Regions from separate parts of the Gossypium arboreum genome. Here region 1 is linked to region 2. The links are chromatin contacts, called in public Hi-C maps. All regions are on one chromosome and are shown on one strand. Each heading gives the region's core, a stretch centred on a gene start, on an enhancer-like site or on the middle of the called end of the contact. The rest is flanking DNA. Distances are from core to core; before and after follow the strand shown.

Region 1 (4,028 bases), core at 506-3,005, 120 kb after region 2:
TGCAACTCGTACTTGCCAATTGCACCCTTTTGCCAACCTCCAACACACCTTAATATACAATATCAGCTTAAACACGATAACTTTGTAGTCAATTGACATATTCATGCTATACCGTTTGATGGCAAATATGTAGTCTTCCTTGGTCGCGGATTTTTGGCCCATAAACAACTCCTTACGTTTGGGATCTGTGGCTAATCGGTGAACAGGTAGCATATCGGGATACTCAAGGAACTCAGCTGCATGTGTCGTATCGGAATCTACAATCAACATGTGGGGCCCTAGGATCATTGTGTATGACAATGCCTCAAATTGGGTTCCTGACTGAAGATGCGTGAACATTTTCATTATCATTAGCGCCTTCATTGTCGATATCTTCTGGGACCTCATCTTGATCGGGATAACTATAATCTTCAACCTTATGATCAAAAGGACCATTATTATCATATCCATCTTCACCATCTATATCACTTTCAATCACCATCTGATGTATTTGTAAACGGGGACTCAGGTTAAGAGTATTAGACGCAGGTGGAACATTAAAATCGATGTTGAACCTGCGTACAGATGATCGCCTATCAATAGACACTCTCAGAACATCCGTATACGGATCTTGAACTCCATGTTCTTTAGTTAGTGGAATGACATCTTCAGCTGACTCTACATTAACTAACTCAGCAAACAGTTAAATCGGTTCAGTGTGGCCACTCTGATTCTGGCAATAAAATGCGACCATTGTATCCACTTCTTCATCATCTACAAGTTCCATCTTAGTGAATTTGATGGGATTTGGCGAAACTGGAAATTTGTAGTATAGTTTCGAGATCCTTCTCTCACAACGGCTAACAATTTTTGCATTGATCATTTTTTTCATATCATTAATCAACACATTTCTATTAAATCTCATAATTATTTGTTGGCAAAATTTAAATATACAAGTAATTGTTTTTGTTAAAATTACTCCATCGAAATAAACATATACAAAAATTGATTATCCATCTTCAATCTAAATATGTAAAAATATTTAAACATAATTAAATTTCTCAATAATTATTTGAAAAACAAAACAAGATTCAACTGTAAAAAATTATAATAACAAAAATTAATCACTGTACAAACCTTACATATCTTTCTGACTTTTCTTCTTTGTTTTCTCTTCTACAAAAAAAAAATCCTTTCCTTTCTTCTTATCGGTTAGCTGCTACAACCATTCAGCAAAACAAAAAAATTACTTCAACAATTCAAGAAAACACACAAATTGCTACAATTGTTCAACTCAAATTTATAATGGTCTGGTGCCACATGACAGTCCCTCCTCCCAATGGTGCCGCCTGACGGCCTCTCTCTTCTTTCTAGTGTCACCTGACATGTGCTCTCCAACCCTAGTGCCACCAATGAATGCCCCTCCACCCTTTTTTACCCGTACAAACCCAATTTTGCCTGGTATAGGTGTATAATATAGGTACCGTTGCATATGGCCTCTCTACCATTTAAATAAGATTAGTTTTTTTAAATAAATTATTAGCTAATATGGTTAAATGATTGAGAAAAAAAAATTAGTGTCGACACCAATTCTGGCACAACCCTTCGGTACTGTTTACTTCAACCCATTTTGGTAAATAATGTCAAGAGAATACCATTTTAATATTTAATTATTTTTTTGTATTATAGGATAAAAAAGCCAAATTTTAATCAAAATAAAAAAATTGAAAAGGTTAATATGGTCAAAGAAGTGGCAACTCCGTTGAATTTTAAGCCTCCTCGGTTTTATAAGCCAAAACACTTTGTAGTAGGTACGGCCAAAACCGGCTGCCGTTTTCGATTTGTCTGCTTTCTCTGTCTCCTCTTATTTTTCCTCCCTCCCTCCAAATACCCCGCTTTCCCAAATAAAAAAAAAAAACAAAAAAAAAATAAAAAGCTTTGAATCTTTGATCATAGACTCTGCAACTACCAAAACAAAAAGGGAAAAAAAGAAAGCTAAAAACTCAACTTTACTTGTCGTTTAATGGAAACTCTTTCCCATACGATCACCACTTCGGCTTCTCCGAAACTCCGCCTCCCTCGAAACGACAACGTTCACCGTCGTCTCCTCCGTTTCCGCCATGGATTTAGTTCCTTGAATCTCGGTACACTGAGATCGCAGAGGAGTACTAGTGGTTTCTTCAAGGTTGAATGTAGTCAACAGAGCTCGAAAAATTGTATCGATTTTAGTGATCCTGATTGGAAGTCAAAGTTCCAGCAAGATTTCGAAAGACGCTTTAATATTCCTCACATCACCGATACTTTCCCCGATGCTCAGTCGTTTCCTTCCACATTCTGTCTCAGAATGAGGTAAAAAAAAAGTTCCTTTTTTCCTTGTTTTTTTGAAATTGTTTCCAGCTGATTTTCACTTCTTGTGAGTGTTCTTTTTCTTTTTTTTTTTTACTCCCGAGAGTGAGAAAATTCTAAAATATTGTAGTTATTTTGGAGTTCAATGAATTTGATGGCATTTATCTTATTAATTATTAATTTATTTTGTGAAGTAATTATTTATTTTGAACTTAGCAAATAGAACTTAAATGATCTTCTTTTTTTTTTTTTTGTTACAGAACTCCGGTAACTGAGGATTTTGCGGAAGGCTATCCGTCGGATGAGGAATGGCATGGTTATATTAATAATAACGATAGAGTGCTTCTTAAGGTAATATCTTTTCCATATATATGTATTTAAATTTCACTGATGTTTTGCTGAATTGTGTTATGGAGAATTGAAATTCTTACATGAGCTTATCGTTTAGAGCTTGGAGATCATGTTCAAAATTGATAATTTCCATGTGTTGAGTATCTGTTTGAAATGTGAATTCAAAATCACCTGAAATGGCTTAAATAATTTCAGGAAAGAAATTTACTTGTCTTGCTCCTTTAGAAGTAAATTCTGGTTTGCTTGTCTCTCTGTTTTTATCTTTATATCTTAAATCAAGATATTGGTTTAATTGTTCGAGCTCTGCAGAAATAATCTTTCATTTGCTTCGGTTAGTCGTCTGCATTTAGACTAGATTGGTCAAGATTCTGATCTTTAAATATTTCAGGTCATACATTACTCGTCTCCTACATCTGCCGGTGCGGAGTGCATTGATCCTAACTGTACTTGGGTTGAACAATGGTAAGCATAATTCTCTACTTATTTATAGGTTTACATAGACTCATGCATTCTATTGCATTCACTACAATACTTAATAATATGTGGTAAAATAATGTTATATTGCTTTTAATATTGTTTCCCAACTTTTGTATTGATCTAGTAGATTTTGTAACTTATATGTCCACTGTCATCAGGTGTCCACATTTGTTACCATGTTTTATATTCCCTTATCACTGTCTTTGTTTAATGTATGAAACTTTGTAGTTCATTTGGCAGTTATGATATTATGTAACATTACATATCATCTTAGGGTTCATCGTGCTGGGCCTCGAGAGAAAATATATTTCAAACCAGAAGAAGTGAAGGCTGCAATTGTTACTTGTGGTGGGCTTTGCCCTGGTCTTAATGATGTCATTAGACAGGTCAGCACCATACTTAAAATTTCAATTTGCTGCTGGCATGATTGTAATTACCAACAACAGCTACGCTATTTGATTCAACTCAGTGCTTTCATTGTTTGGTTATGTAATTGTTAACTGGTTTTTAATTTGTATTTCATGCTAAAATAAAAAATTCATGTTCAGTGTCTACTGACCAAGATTCTGGACATGCAATATGTCTCATATTGTTCTCTTGGTCAATAGATTTCAGTTTAACTTCAAAATACCATGTACCAAAGTTTTTCTTCTACTTTCATGATAAACTGATAAAGTAGGATGAAGTAATGATGATTGGATATTAACACCATAAATATAATGTTAGATTAAAGTTTCATGTTTAGTCTGAAACCTGAATGCTTTAGTGTTTTTTGACCAATACATTCTTAAATTAATGAACTAGTGCAGATTGTCATCACACTGGAAATATATGGTGTAAAAAACATTGTGGGGATTCCTTTCGGTTATCGTGGA
Region 2 (4,291 bases), core at 1,493-3,992:
TTTAGAACAAAGTTTACGCAGGAACAAAAGGAGAAGATGCTGAGTTTAGCTGAGAGACTAGGGTGGCGGATTCAGAAACATGATGAAGAGATTGTTCAACAGTTCTGCAACGAAACTGGGGTCAAAAGGCAAGTTTTGAAAGTTTGGATGCATAATAACAAGCACACTCTTGGTAAGAAACCCTAGAAACAGATTATGAGGGAACTTTAGATGTGTACATTTTTTAGGGTTGACCATCTGGGGAGGGAAGGGTACTTTGATAGTGATTATGATGTTGGGCATGGACTACTTAACAGTGTTATTATGTTGGGTTTAAATTAGGTTATCACGTAATGTTAATGGGAACTTAAGTTATTTTAGTTCTAATCTATTTCCCTTCTTGTTGCATTTCCAAAAAAGCACTATTTTAATTCCAAAATGGGTTTACATAATGAAGCACTGAAGCAAAGTGGAGACATGCAATGCAATGCAATGCAAGAGGCATGATGAAAATGGAAGAGCATTGAGACAAAAGAAGGAAGAACCGGTGAAGCATGATCTCCCTTTGGAGACCGGGATTATATATATATATAAACATAAGATTACTTAATTTCCTCTACGTGTGTGTCTCTGCATTTTTTTCAAGTTAATGTTCTTTTTCTATAAGTCTTTATTTCATCAAATCCTGAATGGGAGCGGTGGAGCTTGTTGTTTGAGGTATCATGGATGGCGTCATGGCATTTAATGTATGCGGTTCTTTTCTTGCTTGCTTTTTTCAACATTGATTCTCCTCCTTCCATTCAATGTAGATGCCCTCTAAGCCTTTTTTTTTTTCCTTCACAGCACTTTGCCTTCCTTGTTGCACTTCTTCTTCTTCTTTCTTCAGTCTTCACTTTCTTTTTCTGCAGTTTCTTTTTTCCCTAAGGCATGGGTACAGTTTGCCTTTAATGTTGAAGCAAACAATGGTTTATAATCATGGGGCCTCCTTTTGTTTTTCCTGGTAACGCATTTACTTTTTCAGTCTTTGAGTACTGAAGTTGATCTTTGTTTTTTCTTCTTAAATATATGTATATATATATATATATATATTAAAACATCTGCTCATTCTTTCAGCAATACTAATTATTGCGGTAGTGTAAAATAATGAGATTCTCAAACTTGTTCATATAATAAATATATAATATTTATAGAGGGAAACAGGTCCTTTTTGCAACAATATTTCATGTTGTTGTGTAATAACGGAACGATAGATCCAAAGCTTGTGTCTTTCTAACTTCATTTCCTTGTTTCTTCTTCCTTCAAACCCTTCTAAAGGAAACATGTGGGCTCTCCTAGCAGCAAGGAGCAGAAAAAAAGAAGAAAAAAACACTCACAAGATTCATGTTTTTTCTTTGCAACTCTCAGGTCCTAAAGCTTAATTAATTCCATGTAATCCTAAAACTAACTAGAAACATTTGTGTCTTCAAAGGCGACCACACAGATGTTTGTAATAAAACAAACTTTTCATGTCTTAACGGTGATTAATTAAAAGATTATTTATTGTTGGGAAGGTAATTAATACTACCACAAATGAATGAAGTCAGAAAACAACTACATTGCAGGTAAAAGAGGGACCTGTTTCTCTCTATAAGGTAAGATTTTCAGATGGCTCATATGCTGATTTTTTGACCCTTTTGCTACCATATACATACATACATACATACATATGGGATAATTTGCTTGCTTTTGTGTCCAAAGTAGTAGCTGCAAGATATAAATATGCACTTGTTGAGGATAGTTTGCTTGATTGGGGAAATTAAACCACAGTAGTAGAGCAGGTAAAGGTGCATAGGGAAATGCATGTTGTGGTCCTGTTGGGGAATCTTGTTCCAAAGTTAATTTCATCAGATAGTGATTGATCATCTTCTTCCTTACCTGTATTACTTAATATGGCACCATTGTCTTTATTAGTCTTGCTTTGGCTTAATTATATATACGAGAGGGTAGAGTTTATAAGTAAACTAAAAACAGCAATTACCCATTTTTCTTTAAGGGTTAAAACTGCTTATTTCCATAATAGTGAATCTGAGGTCTTAGTTTCCTTGTTTCCCATACATAAATCCCCTCTATTTGAATTCGTCAGAGCCTTTTTCCTTATATGTGTTTGTCACTTTGATCCTCAATCAAATGTATCTTCCAATTCCATGTACCCATATTGCATAGTTTTATACATCTTTAAAAAAAAAAAAATTAAAACTAAACTCACTTAACTTCCTTTTTAAAAATACGATAACATCTAGTTCATTAAACATGTAATGTATAGATAACTAAAAGTACATGACATTATTGTAAAATATGGTGCAATGGAAACATTTTTCATTATATTATGTCAATAATACAATAGATTGTAGATATATACAAAGGGAATATTAGGGATTTTAAAATCAAAATAGCGTTGGATATGATATAATCTTTAATATCCTTAATACACCCCCACAATATCGTGTTTCCATCGGAGATACTTATCTTGGACCTGTAGAGATGTAAGCGTTGTTTGGATTGTGGTTTAGTAATTAGATAAACGAACTGATCTTTGCTGCAAACATGATCAACAGGCAAATGGTCATCTTATATTTGTTGTTGCGCAAAGTGATAGTCCAATGCCAAATGTTTCATTCAGGAATGAAAAATCGGATTCTTGCAGTAGTATATAGAACCAAGGTTGTCACAATATAATACTGGTTGTAGCTTAGCAAATGGGTCTAACTCTCCAAGCAAGAAACAACCCAATTAACTTCGACGGTCGTGGTCGCAATGGCTGGATACACAGCCTCGGTAGAGGACTGAGTCATAGTTCTTTGGTGTTTCGAAGCCCACGAAATCAGAGTGGCACCAAGATAAACAATAAAGGCACTAGTAGAGAGAAATTTATCTTTGTCACCAACCCAGTTGGAATCAAAAAGAGTAGTGACCTTCAAGGACTCAATATGTCAAATGAACAAGTCAAAAGAAATAGTGTTTTTCAAAACTGAAGAAGTCGTTTGACTTCATTCCAATGTTCTTGAGATGTACTGAGACAACTTATTCATTACAAAAGATATGACAGGTCAAGTTAAAGACAAATGTTGCAAGTCACGAATAGTGCTACGATAACGTCTACCATCTGTGAAGGGGCTACCATCATTAAGTAGAAGAGATAAAAAGTAGACAAAGGAGACTCAATAGGCTTGGCGTCAACCATATTCATTTGTTGAAGATGATTCAAGATATACTTGTTTTGAGATAGGAATAGGCCATTAAATATTGGAGTTGTCGTGACTTCAATGAAGTGATGAATGTTACCAAGATCCTTTTATCAAAAATTGTTTTGGGGCTTAGAATGAAATTGGTAATAAGATGTTGATTATTGCCGGTTACAAGCAAAGCATCAACATACACAGAAAAAAAAATATACATTATAGAACCACTGTGATCACGATAAATAAAAAAAAAGATGCATTTAGTTTAGACCAACAAAACCAAAGGAAAAGAGAAACTGATGAAGTGCAATATTCCACATATAGAAAGCTTGTTTGATTCAATGTAAAGACTTATTTAAATACCCCAAGTACAAAAAGTTTACGTTAACAAAGCTTGGAGGCCAGACAATGTAAACATTCTCATGTAATGGACAATGTACAAAGGCATTATTGACAATTCATAAGAATTGTGTTCTAATCTGTAATGGATGGATACAAAATAATCTCTATTTTATCAAACTTAAGATGTACTCACTGCTTGAAACTAAATGCGTGAATAAGAAACTTAAAACTTCTCACTCTAGTGGGGTGTAATTATGACATTTAAGATTTGTTTATATTAACCAAGAAAGAATCACTATACTTGTGAAAGAAGAAACTTTAAGTTCACTTAAAGAGGTGCTTCTTCCACAATGTGAATCTTACTATACTTGTGAAAGAAGAAACTTTAAGTTCACTTAAAGAGGTGCTTCTTCCACAATGTGAATCTTACTTGGATGGTAAAATAGCCAAGTGATCTTTTAATGCAAAAGGTACAGGGGTCGTTCAACCCTCAAAACTTGTGCACCCTAACATATGTGGTTCCATTAACATTAGTGTGAGAGGTGGTTACGATTACTACATAATTTTTATAAATGATTATTCTAGATATGGGTATGTGTACCTAATGCACCACAAGAGTAAAACATTTGATAAATTTTAAGAGTTTTGTGCAGAAGTGGAGAAACAGTTAGGTTTACTCATTAAGACACTTCAGCCTGACTGAGATGGGGAAAATTTATGAGACGAGTTCTTAAGATACCTCATAGAGAACA

What was found. Hi-C and Micro-C count contacts between places; a contact is called where the count stands out from the background.
Region 1: a Hi-C map of leaf shows a contact between it and region 2, with 2.9 times the contacts expected there. The contact joins the promoter of LOC108461379 here to the enhancer-like site in region 2. A contact is called at or near these places in 2 of 5 Hi-C or Micro-C datasets (both in leaf).

The regions. Positions count from the first base shown.
Region 1 is chr2:6,782,896-6,786,923 of ASM2569848v2, forward strand. It overlaps LOC108461379 (ATP-dependent 6-phosphofructokinase 5, chloroplastic), which reads left to right and starts at 1,756. Exons shown (of 13, transcript XM_017761219.2): 1 at 1,756-2,328; 2 at 2,586-2,676; 3 at 3,065-3,138; 4 at 3,428-3,539; 5 at 3,963-4,028. The coding sequence starts at 2,003.
Region 2 is chr2:6,658,914-6,663,204 of ASM2569848v2, forward strand. LOC108464149 (zinc-finger homeodomain protein 2-like) reads left to right here. Exons shown (of 1, transcript XM_017764274.2): 1 at 1-366. The coding sequence ends at 186. Among protein-coding and RNA genes, the nearest start is that of LOC108464149, 3.2 kb to the left of the region's middle. Within about 2 kb of position 2,743, at least 1 of the 2 cell types and tissues checked has an H3K27ac peak or open chromatin away from gene starts, as enhancers often do. A contact at or near this core is called in leaf, where this site is marked.